2 separate regions of the Mus musculus genome follow, and region 1 is linked to region 2. The links are chromatin contacts, called in public promoter capture Hi-C maps. All regions are on one chromosome and are shown on one strand. The core of a region is the stretch at or near the end of the contact, and the rest is flanking DNA. Distances in the headings are between cores, read along the strand shown. Region 1 overlaps Psd3 (pleckstrin and Sec7 domain containing 3). Region 2 overlaps Gm32507 (a long non-coding RNA gene).

Evidence for each region. Promoter capture Hi-C pulls out the DNA fragments that hold promoters and counts their contacts.
Region 1: a contact with region 2 is called in a promoter capture Hi-C map of hippocampal neurons, with 9 times the contacts expected there. The contact joins two enhancer-like sites. A contact is called at or near these places in 1 of 39 promoter capture datasets (hippocampal neurons) and 1 of 115 datasets of contacts at active chromatin or transcription factors (embryonic forebrain).

The regions. Positions count from the first base shown.
Region 1 is chr8:67,851,692-67,856,694 of GRCm38.p6, reverse strand. The region is part of intron 9 of Psd3 (pleckstrin and Sec7 domain containing 3); the gene reads left to right. It overlaps Gm32888 (a long non-coding RNA gene), which reads left to right. Exons shown (of 2, transcript XR_379060.3): 2 at 1-3,514. Among named protein-coding and RNA genes, the nearest start is that of Gm32888, 9.6 kb to the left of the region's middle. Within about 2 kb of position 3,189, at least 42 of the 459 cell types and tissues checked have an H3K27ac peak or open chromatin away from gene starts, as enhancers often do. A contact at or near this core is called in hippocampal neurons, where this site is marked.
Region 2 is chr8:64,938,248-64,943,006 of GRCm38.p6, reverse strand. It overlaps Gm32507 (a long non-coding RNA gene), which reads right to left. Exons shown (of 4, transcript XR_379050.2): 3 at 409-555. Among named protein-coding and RNA genes, the nearest start is that of Gm32507, 3.2 kb to the right of the region's middle. Within about 2 kb of position 1,371, at least 20 of the 459 cell types and tissues checked have an H3K27ac peak or open chromatin away from gene starts, as enhancers often do. A contact at or near this core is called in hippocampal neurons, where this site is marked.

The sequences.
Region 1 (5,003 bases), core at 1,940-4,439, 2.9 Mb before region 2:
GACACAGTATCTGGCTCATGGAAGGAGGCCAGGAAGTGGTTCTTGAATGGGTGACTGACAGATTAGTCAAGTAACAATGCTGTAAAATGTCTTTTTTTTTTTCAAATAGTTGGAGAGAATCAACTTTGTAAAATATTATACTACATGTTCAAATATAGCATGTGATTGTCTTGTAAATATGCATACACTGAGGGTTGTTACACACTCTCTGTGCAGTAGCAAAGATCAAAGTTAGACACTTATTTTGGTTGTATAAGAGAGTACTTGCCACTTGGTAGACTGAGAAAAAGACATTCATTTAACACATTAATAGGTGAGCATTGTTATCTTTGTTGATCATGCCATGCCATGTGTCTCATATTCATTTTGTTGTGTGGCTGTAGAATGAGCACAGTTCTTTAGAGTTTTCCGTAATATTTGGTATGAAAGAACTATTACATTGGGGAAAACACATAGTATTTGTAAATAGGAGAACACAATAGTTTAGTAAATATGTTTCTTACTTTAGAAAATCAGACATGGATATGCCATGTGACGACCCTGTTTAAAAATGAGGAGGCTTTAACTCTGTGATGCATGCTTTCCTAGTCTCCATTCTTGCTGAAGTTTGCACTCTGCTATTTCAGTGAAGGAGAAAATAAATTCAATTAATAACAGGAGCTTTACTGAAGTGAAACATTGTTTAATGTATTGTAGAAGCATTTCTATGAAAAATGGGATGATTAACTTCCTCAGTAGGAAGGTTCATCTTGGGGATTTAGTTCCTTCTCCCATGTAGTAGGGTTGAGACAGGAGTGTGAAGTTCCTTCCCTGACAAGGGCACTTAGAGCTTTTCAGAATGACCTTTCATTGATGGCCCAGAGTGAGTGCAGAGCATTTAGAGGAAGGACACATTTGCTGGTGCATATGACAGTAGCTCTTAGTGTATAGTTGCTTAGAACTGCTGTGAAAGTCTAAAACTCTAGATACAGGTTTAGAAACCTGTATTTTTACTATTTTTACTGTATACTTATTTAATATGATACCATGTTCTCAAGAGGACCACATTGAGTCTAGACTTAGCTGTCTTCATCTTGAAGTAATTTGAAGTGAGTCAGGGTGTTCATTAGTGTATCACCAGGGGCTAATGCAGAGCTTGGCACACATGAGGCTCTTAGATATTTTTTTTGCATTTGTGGAATAAGTAGGTGCTAAAATGTATGGTGAGGAAATATGATAGGAATCCCAAGGCAAGGTAATCAGTATGAGTGGGGTCCCAACCTGAACCTTAAATCCTGAATGATAAGTTCTTCATGACGGATGCTTAACAAACTGTATCCCAACTCCCTTCTTTTTTCTTGTTCTCTTAGAATTGTTAATTCATCCAAAATGTATGTTTGAATTTTTGTTCATATAATCTCTCTAGGTGCTGAAGATGGAACATTATAAATTTATTTTATAGGATTTATTTTAATGGATGGAGCTGTGTAAAATGGGCTTAAATATAAGTATGGAAATTAGATTAGATTAGTTGGGCAGAAGGGCAGTGGGTAGGACAGATTCACAGGTAGGATGCACTGCAGAGTCAGCTGTTACATTTCCCTTTGCAACATAATTTTATGGTGGAGAGGGATCAAGCAGGGGGAAGGACAAGGCACTCACACACAAAGGAGACTCTTAGCCAGTACTAGATACGTAGAATATGAAAGTAAGAGGCCAACTCAATAATACTATGAGAGCCACCTTTGGCCTGTGTTGGAGGCAGAGGGAGAAAGATGGCTGAGACAAAAAAATTCATCTATGAAATGTGTATATATTTCCCTCTCTTCCTCTTCTCTGTCTCATCTCCTTCCCATACTCTTACCCTCCCTCCTCCTCTTTCTTTTCACGAGTGTGTCTGTGTGTGTGTGTGTGTGTGTGTGTGTGTGTGTGTGTGTGTGTGTATGTATGCATATGTGCACACAGGTATATGTGTGTCATGGCTACATACGCAGAGGTCAGAGGACAGGCAAAGGTGTTGGTTCTTGATTTGCTTGAGACAGGGTTTCTTATGTTGTAAATTGCTCTATACTCCTTACTAACTGTCCTGTGTCCAACAATTCTTCTGTGTCTATCTCCTATTACTTGGTAGAATCATACTGGAATTACACATATGCTGGTATATCTATTTACTCACCTTAGGAGGATCTGAACTTAGGTAGTCATCAGGCTTGTCAGGCAAGTATTTGACCACTCTGCCTTCTCCTCAGCCCTCCTCCAGTCTGAAGTATAACTTGTTTAAAACTTAGATAGGTGGTAGATGACCTGAGTTAGGCTAGTTAAGACTATAAACTGATAGATCTCAGAAGCAGGATGAGACTCCAAGAAGCAGAGATTCATTCTGCATGGATTCACTCACCTCATTCTGGGGCTCATTTTTGGGGCTGCAATGATGCAACAGAATATATGGGGTGTCTGCTGTGGTGATGTTTGTTTTCTAACTTGTTGACAAAGAGGGCTTGTCTAGGAGTGTTGGGAGTCTTGATATATGTGTTGAGTACATGGGAAGGGGCAAATGTTTGGTCCAAGTCTGGGCAACACATATTTTACATATTGTATCTATATTTCGATAGAACAATGTAAGGATAGTAATTAGCTACACAACAGTAAATACCAAAACTGAGATAAAAAAATGCCAAAGAATTTTAGTAGAATTTTTTCAGTCAGGTACAGTTCTTTTTCTATGTGAAAAAGAAGGAAAAAAAAGCCAGGCATTTCTTAGACTTTAAATTCTAAGCTGTTGTTTTTATGCAAGTTCAGTAACTTAATGTCTCTTATTGCTTATTACTTGGCACTATCTGACTAGCCCATCCATGTCAGTGTAGGCTGGTCTCCAACAAATGCCTGAAAGGAACGGACGCCAATGATTCATCGGAGTTTAAGCATATTTGGCACAGAGTCCTATCCTGTGTTTTGGGACGTGGTTGATACTAAGAGACCCTGAACATCCCTTTCTTTTTCTGCCTTCTACCTGTCTGGAATGGCCATGAACTGGGTGGTTCGTGTTTTGGATTAGGTATATGCATAGGTTGGCATTGATCCGAAGGCTGCTTTTTTTTTTTTTTTTTAATCTTAATAAGCCCCAAGAACAGCATTCTCAGTGGGTGTGGAAGTGAGTGGGACATGAAGTGATGGTTTTATATTGCATTGCCTGGCTACAGCTTGGCATTTCTTTCCTTTTTCTTTGCGTCACTGGTATTGGTGCCACTAATTTTGCTCCCCACCCCCAACACTTTCATAACATGTTTCCCGGGGAGCTGCTTGGTGTCTCAGCATTAAGCTTCCTTTGGAGTCTTAGCACTGCTCTCACTGAACCTCCTGGGATGTGTTGTTCATCCACATGATCGATGTTAAAACTTCCTCTCTGGGGGTTGTGTGTCTTCCTATATCTTATCCCTGGCCATCATGTACTCTGGATAAAAGAATAAAGGATTATGTACTCTAAATGCCCCAAACCCTCAAAAGTGGGGAAAGTGTGTCATGAAGTAGGAAAAAATGTAGAAAAGAATCCTATTCTAATTGTCCTCAGTGAGCCTCGAAACAGACGTTTGCCCATTTTCCAGAAGAATAAGGCCTGTACCTTTTTATGACTCCAACCAAGGAAACCTGAAATAGAAATTTCTTTTAGCTGTAATCTTACTTATATGTCCTTTGTACTTTATTTCCTTTTCTGTCTATACCTTTTATTCTCAAAGCTGACTAAAAAGAAGAGAAAGGTCCCTGTTTTCTAAACTTCCTAGGGAAGAGTTCCTGGTGATTGTATTGAGTTAGATCTGAAAGGTGGGTAGAATTGGATTTGGTTATGTTTAATTGTCTTTGTTTTTTGGGCGAGGGGAGCTGCCTTTTTTTGTTTTGTTTTGTTTTCAAGCCAGCCTTGAAACAGCCTTGTAACTGCCTTGGCTGCCATGGAACTTCTGTTGTAGAGCAGACTGGCCTTGAACTTACAGATATCTGCCTGCCTCTCTGCCTTGAGAATGCTGAGGTTAAAGAAATGTGACATCATGCCTTAATCATGACTTACAAAGGTTATATTGTTCCCTGGAACTGGTAAATAGAGCACTGATTTACTTAACACTGAACAGGTTGGGAGAAAAGAATTAGGAAAATAGATTTGTTTAATGCCATCCTACATAGGAGAATCAGGTTTACTTCCTCACATTCAGTCTTAGGTTTCTTCCTTCCTTCCTTCTTCCTTCCCTTCCCTTCCTTCCCTCCCTTCCTTCCTTCCTCCCTTCCTCCCTTCCTCCCTTCCTCCCTTTCTCCCTTCCTTCCTTCTTTCCTCCCCCTCCCTTTCTTCCTCCCTTTCTAGCTTTTTCATTTTCATGTGAAACTTACACTGTCTTTGAGTTTATAAGCTTCCTGCAGACTACAGAGATAGAATTACAGGTGTGCACCATGGGCTCCCAGGGCAGGATTGATTCTTCTTTCGTTCCCTGAACTGCTAACATGCTAAGACCATGCACCTCCACATCCCAGTAGTCCTGACTAGCTCCCGATGGCTGCTCTTTGCTCTGGTGACTAATTGGTTAAATCAGTCTTCTCTTTATTCCTGATTTGTTCATGCTTTTTTTATTCATTCCTCCAATCTTAGTTCATTTTATAGGATTGTTTGTTCAGCAGGATTTACAGTTTTCACATCAACACTTCCATTCTTGAATTTACTCTGAACTCCTAAATTGGGCTAGAATAGTGATTTGATTTCTAGATTTACCCAGTGTGTTTTGAATTAATTTCCCTTGTGTTTCTAGGCTTGCTAACAAACACAACCCTTTCTCTTCACACTCTTACTGGCTTTTCCATTACATGTCATTCTGCTACCCTTAGCTCTATTTCTAGAACCCAAACTCATTCATAGTTTTCCTCCTATTCTGTATTTATAATCGTTCTATGTCTCTATTCATTTCAGTATGATATTTTTGTGTAAATTTACAGGTTTCAGATTTATTTGGCTGTGATAGAACACCTTTTCTTTGTCATGGCCAAAG
Region 2 (4,759 bases), core at 122-2,621:
CCCAGCCCATGGAATGGTGCTGCCCATATTTAGGGTGAGGGGAGTCTTCCTATTTCATCCTAATCTAAAAGTGCCCTCTACACCTCCCCAGAGGTTTGTTTCCATGGTGATCGTAAAGCCCATCAAATTGACACTCAAGACTAATCACCACAATCCTAGAGTTATGTAACCTAGAGCCAAAGGGGCTGAGAAGCTGAGGGCTCATGGGTGAGACTGCTGAGCGCCTGTGGCTTATCACTGCCCCCGCCCCACAGCAGACGGGCAGCAGATCGCTCAGGAGTAACCCTCATTTCTCTTTGTTCACCTGCCATTGCTCTTCTGCAAGAATCCAGTCTCTGCCGGGTGTTTGCTGATTCTGCAGATTTCCTGAAGGGCTGGGGAGGGGGGGGGGGAGTGCAGGGTCCTCACCTGTTTCCGCTGTGCCGCCACTGCCCTGCTTCTCTCCTCCGGATTTCTCTAATTGGCGAAAACCCCAAAGGAACATTTCTCCTTGTTTCCTGCATCCGTGTATAGCTCACATTTTGTTGTCTGCGCAGTTTCTCGACGCTGTAGCCCCTTCCCCAAATAGTTTATCAAAATATATTTGTTGTTTTACTTTTGTTGACACAGGGTCTCATGTAGGCCAGGTTGGACTCCAACTAAGTATGTGGCCAAGGATAGCATTGGCCTTCTGATCCTCCTGCCTCCACCTCACCAGTAAGTACTGGGACTGTAGGTGTGTGTCACCAACCCCCTCAGGCCCGCCCCACAAGTATTTCTTCCCTACAAAAGAAGAACTCTTTTCTTATCATATATTAATTGTATATAATAACGCTGCATTATGACATTTTTATGCACTAATGTACTGTGCTCTACCATACCCTCCCGTTAGCTCCCCCCCAACTTCTTATGTTCCCTTACTGTCCCCTCAACTTTTACTTTCATGGATGTGTGTGTGTGTGTGTGTGTACATGCCTGTGTGTATACGTTTCTGTTCTCTTTCCTCTTGTATTTAAAAAAAAAAAACATTATTTTTTATTTATTATGGTGGACGGGAGGGGTGAGGTGGAAGGGTCACGAGAGTATTACAGTGCACACGTGGAGATGAGAGGACAACCTCTAGAGTCCGTTATTTCCCTCCACTATTTGGGTTGCCAGATGGAACTCAGGCCATCTGCTCGGGACTAACTCCCAGGCTCTGTGAAGATACAATTTCTCCACCTCTTTACATCGCTCTCTACTGAGCGCTGCATCCCTACACCACACCAGTAGCTGCTTCCTAGATTCAAGCAATGGAGTCAGGGCAGGTCGTGATTTACACTGTGTGTTTTGGGGCACTGTGAATGATGTGGGAGATTAGAGGAGGTGACTGGCAACGTCGTAGACTTTAGTGGTGCAGTTCCTATGATCACCACTGAGTGGCGCTGTTCCCATGTTAGTCCGACAAAGATAACGCTGCTGTAGGCTATCAAATTTTCAGTTTCTGGCTAAGCCCTTACAATGATGGTCCTGATTCCTTTTAGTGGTATAGTTGAGAGGCTTTAAAAGTGACTTCTAAGAAAGCAAAGTGAGCTAGACTTTGAAAAGAACTTAGTGCCGCACTTGGTGATAGGACACTAATAGAGCCAAACGTCTAAAGACAGAATTCAATTAATTTTTCATCTTTTTGCTGGCGTGGAACTCACTATGCAGAGCAAGCTGGCCTCAAATTCGGATGATCCTTCTGCCAAGTGCTGGAATTGCAGCCTCACTACCATGCCCAAAGTTGTAATTTTAAAATGTAAGAGTTCCATGTGACAGAGTAATATATACTTAGAAACTGAGGCAGCTAGCGGCCAGTCGGGGTAATACAGTGAGATGGGCATCACGCTCCTTACATAAGGAGGAGACCCCTACTACCGGTGCCAATATCACCATGTTTAGGTCACCAAGGCCAGACTTTTGAGCCCCGCATTAGCAGTCACTGTAAGTCTTACAGTGAGGGGACAGACACAAGAAGCCAGGGTGAACAACCAAAATTAAGGAATATTTCAAACCTGTGGCTTTGAAAAACTACAGTGTAGATGACTTTGCTTTCCCTTTAATAAGACCAGGAAAAGAGAATTGATATTCATGGCATACATGCTAATATCAAGCGTTGATACAGTAATGGATATTACACTCAGCGAACAATGAAGGTTACTCCTGGGGGCTTCCTATGCAGAGAGATCTGCTCCCTGTCTGTGGCCAGAGCTCCAGCAAAATGTAAGCTCACGTGAGAACAACGTCCTAGGCTTTCCACCGCCTACGTGAAGGTGTGGTTTGACTGAGAATGCCCCATAGGCTCATATGTTTGATATCTAGACCAGCAGTTGGTGGAACTGTTAGGGAAGGATGGGGGTGTGGCCTTGTTGGAGGGGGTGTGTCACTGGGGCTGGCTTTGAGGTTTCGGAAGACTAGCACCATTCCCAGTGTGCTCTCTCTGTGCTTCCTGTTTGTGGATCTGGATGTGAGCTCTCAGGTTTCTCTCTCTCTCTCTCTCTCTCTCTCTCTCTCTCTCTCTCTCTCTCTCTCTGTGTGTGTGTGTGTGTGTGTGTGCGTGTGTGTAGGTCAGAGTACAACTTCCGCTACTATCATCAGAAACACTGTCCACCTCCCTTGACACAAGATCTGCCATTGCTTATGTATGCGAGTGGTTTTCTTCTCCAGGCACACTGTGTCCACAGAGACACCAGAAGAGATGCTTGAATCCCCGGGAACTGGAAACATGGCTGTTTGTGTACAACTATATAGATGTTGAGAACTAAACCCCAGCCTTCTGGAAAGCACGCTTAACCACTGATCTATCTCTCCAGCTATCTCTACTTTGCTTGTTTGAGACGGAAGCTCACTCTCCCAAGCTGGAAAAAAAACCTTTTTGTATGATGCACGCTTGCCTCTAACTTGTGTGGCTCCTCCGTCTGCAGCCTCCTAAGTGTTGGAATTACAGGTGTATACCATCAAACCAGGCAAAACAGAGCGAGCGAGCGAGCGAGCGAGAGAGAGAGAGAGAGAGAGAGAGAGAGAGAGAAATTCTCCCTACAGAGCCCTGGCTGTCCTGGAACTCACTGTACACACTGACCTTGAACCCACGGAGAGTTGCCTGCTGCCGCCTGAGCTCTGGGACTTTGGGCAAGCACCACTACACCCAGACACTTGCCATTTTATTGTATGCAGTGTACTTTGAACACAGGAAAGTGGGTGTTTCTGATGGAAGAAAAAGTTTTCATCTGAAATTTACTTTTTAAGACTTTTTAAATTTATGTGTATGTATACATGTGTATACATGCCTATGCCTTGTGTGTGCACAGGTGCCCACAGGGCAAAAGAGAGCATTTAGATGCCCTGGATCTGGAGTTATAGGCAGCTGTAAATTGCTCACTATGGACTGGGAGCTAAACTTGGCCCCTATGGAAGAGAAGAGGACATTCTCTTAGGCTCAGCAGAGCCTTCTTCTCAGCCCTTTCTGAAATTATTTTAAAATTGCAAGATTGAGACAACAGAATAAGGTTGCTACGTTGCCGAAGAGATGATTTTGCACATGCATTCTTTTTAAATTGTCTTCAATATTGCCTTTATAAAGAAATCTTAGATGACATTTTTATTAGATTTATTCATTTTATGTGTGAGTTGTTTGCCTGCACATGTGTGTGTGTTTGTGTGTGTGTGTATGTATATATATGTATATGCATGCACCATGTGTGTGCTTGGTACTCATGGATGTCAGAAAGGGCATTAGCTACCCTGGAGCTGGAGTCATCAGTAGTTGAATCACCCTGTGGGTACTGGGAATCAAACCCAGATCCTCTGAAAGTGCAGCAAGTACCCTGAACCTCTGACCAACTCCCAGCTCTACATAATTGACAATTTTAAGGCATGAATGGAAAGCAACAGAAAACAGGTTCACTTAAGGCTTTAAGTATTAGCCTCCCCCACCCCCATCTTTCTTCTCTTTTCTTTTTCTTTTTTTTTCTTTCTTTCTTTCCTTTTTTTTTTTCAGAAAAAAACAAAACAAAACAAAACAAAACAGGGTTTCTCTGTGTAGCCCTGGCTGTCCTGGCATTCACTCTGTAGACCAGACTGGCTTCGAACTCAGATATCTGCCTGCCTCTGCCTCCCAAGTGCTGGGATTAAAGGCGTGTGTCACCACTGCCTGGCCCATGGCAATCTTTCAACTGGATATACTCAAATAATTGCAAATTTTAGGGAGTTGCACAGTCTGCTCTAGGGGAAGAGATGCAGTGATTTTATATGTGAGCATCCCTACATAATAAACATGGAGGTATAGTATTGACGAACAGCCTCAAGCCTTCTTCAATCTGCTATAAGGCTAAGAAGGGAACCGGAGGCCTGGCTCAGCAGTTAAGAGCACTGGCTACTCTTACAGAGGACTTGGGTTTCATCCCCAGTGCCCACATAGCAGCTCACAAGCATCTGTAACTCCAATCCTAGGGATTCCAAACGTTCTCTGACCTTTGAGGACACCAGGCACACATACAGCACATGCATGCAGGCAAAAATATCCATATACATAAAATTTAAAAAAGAAATCCAAAAAATATCCATATACATAAAATAAAAAAAAAATAAATCCAGAAGTGGTTGTTGGGTCCCCTAGACCTGGATCCAGGAGCCAGTTGCAGGCAATTGCAATCTGCCCAATGTGGGTTCTGGGAGCCAAACTCCCATTCTCTGAACTGGCAGCAAACGCACTTAAGCAAGTTGTGAAGCTGGGCGTGGTGGCACACACCTTTGATCCCAG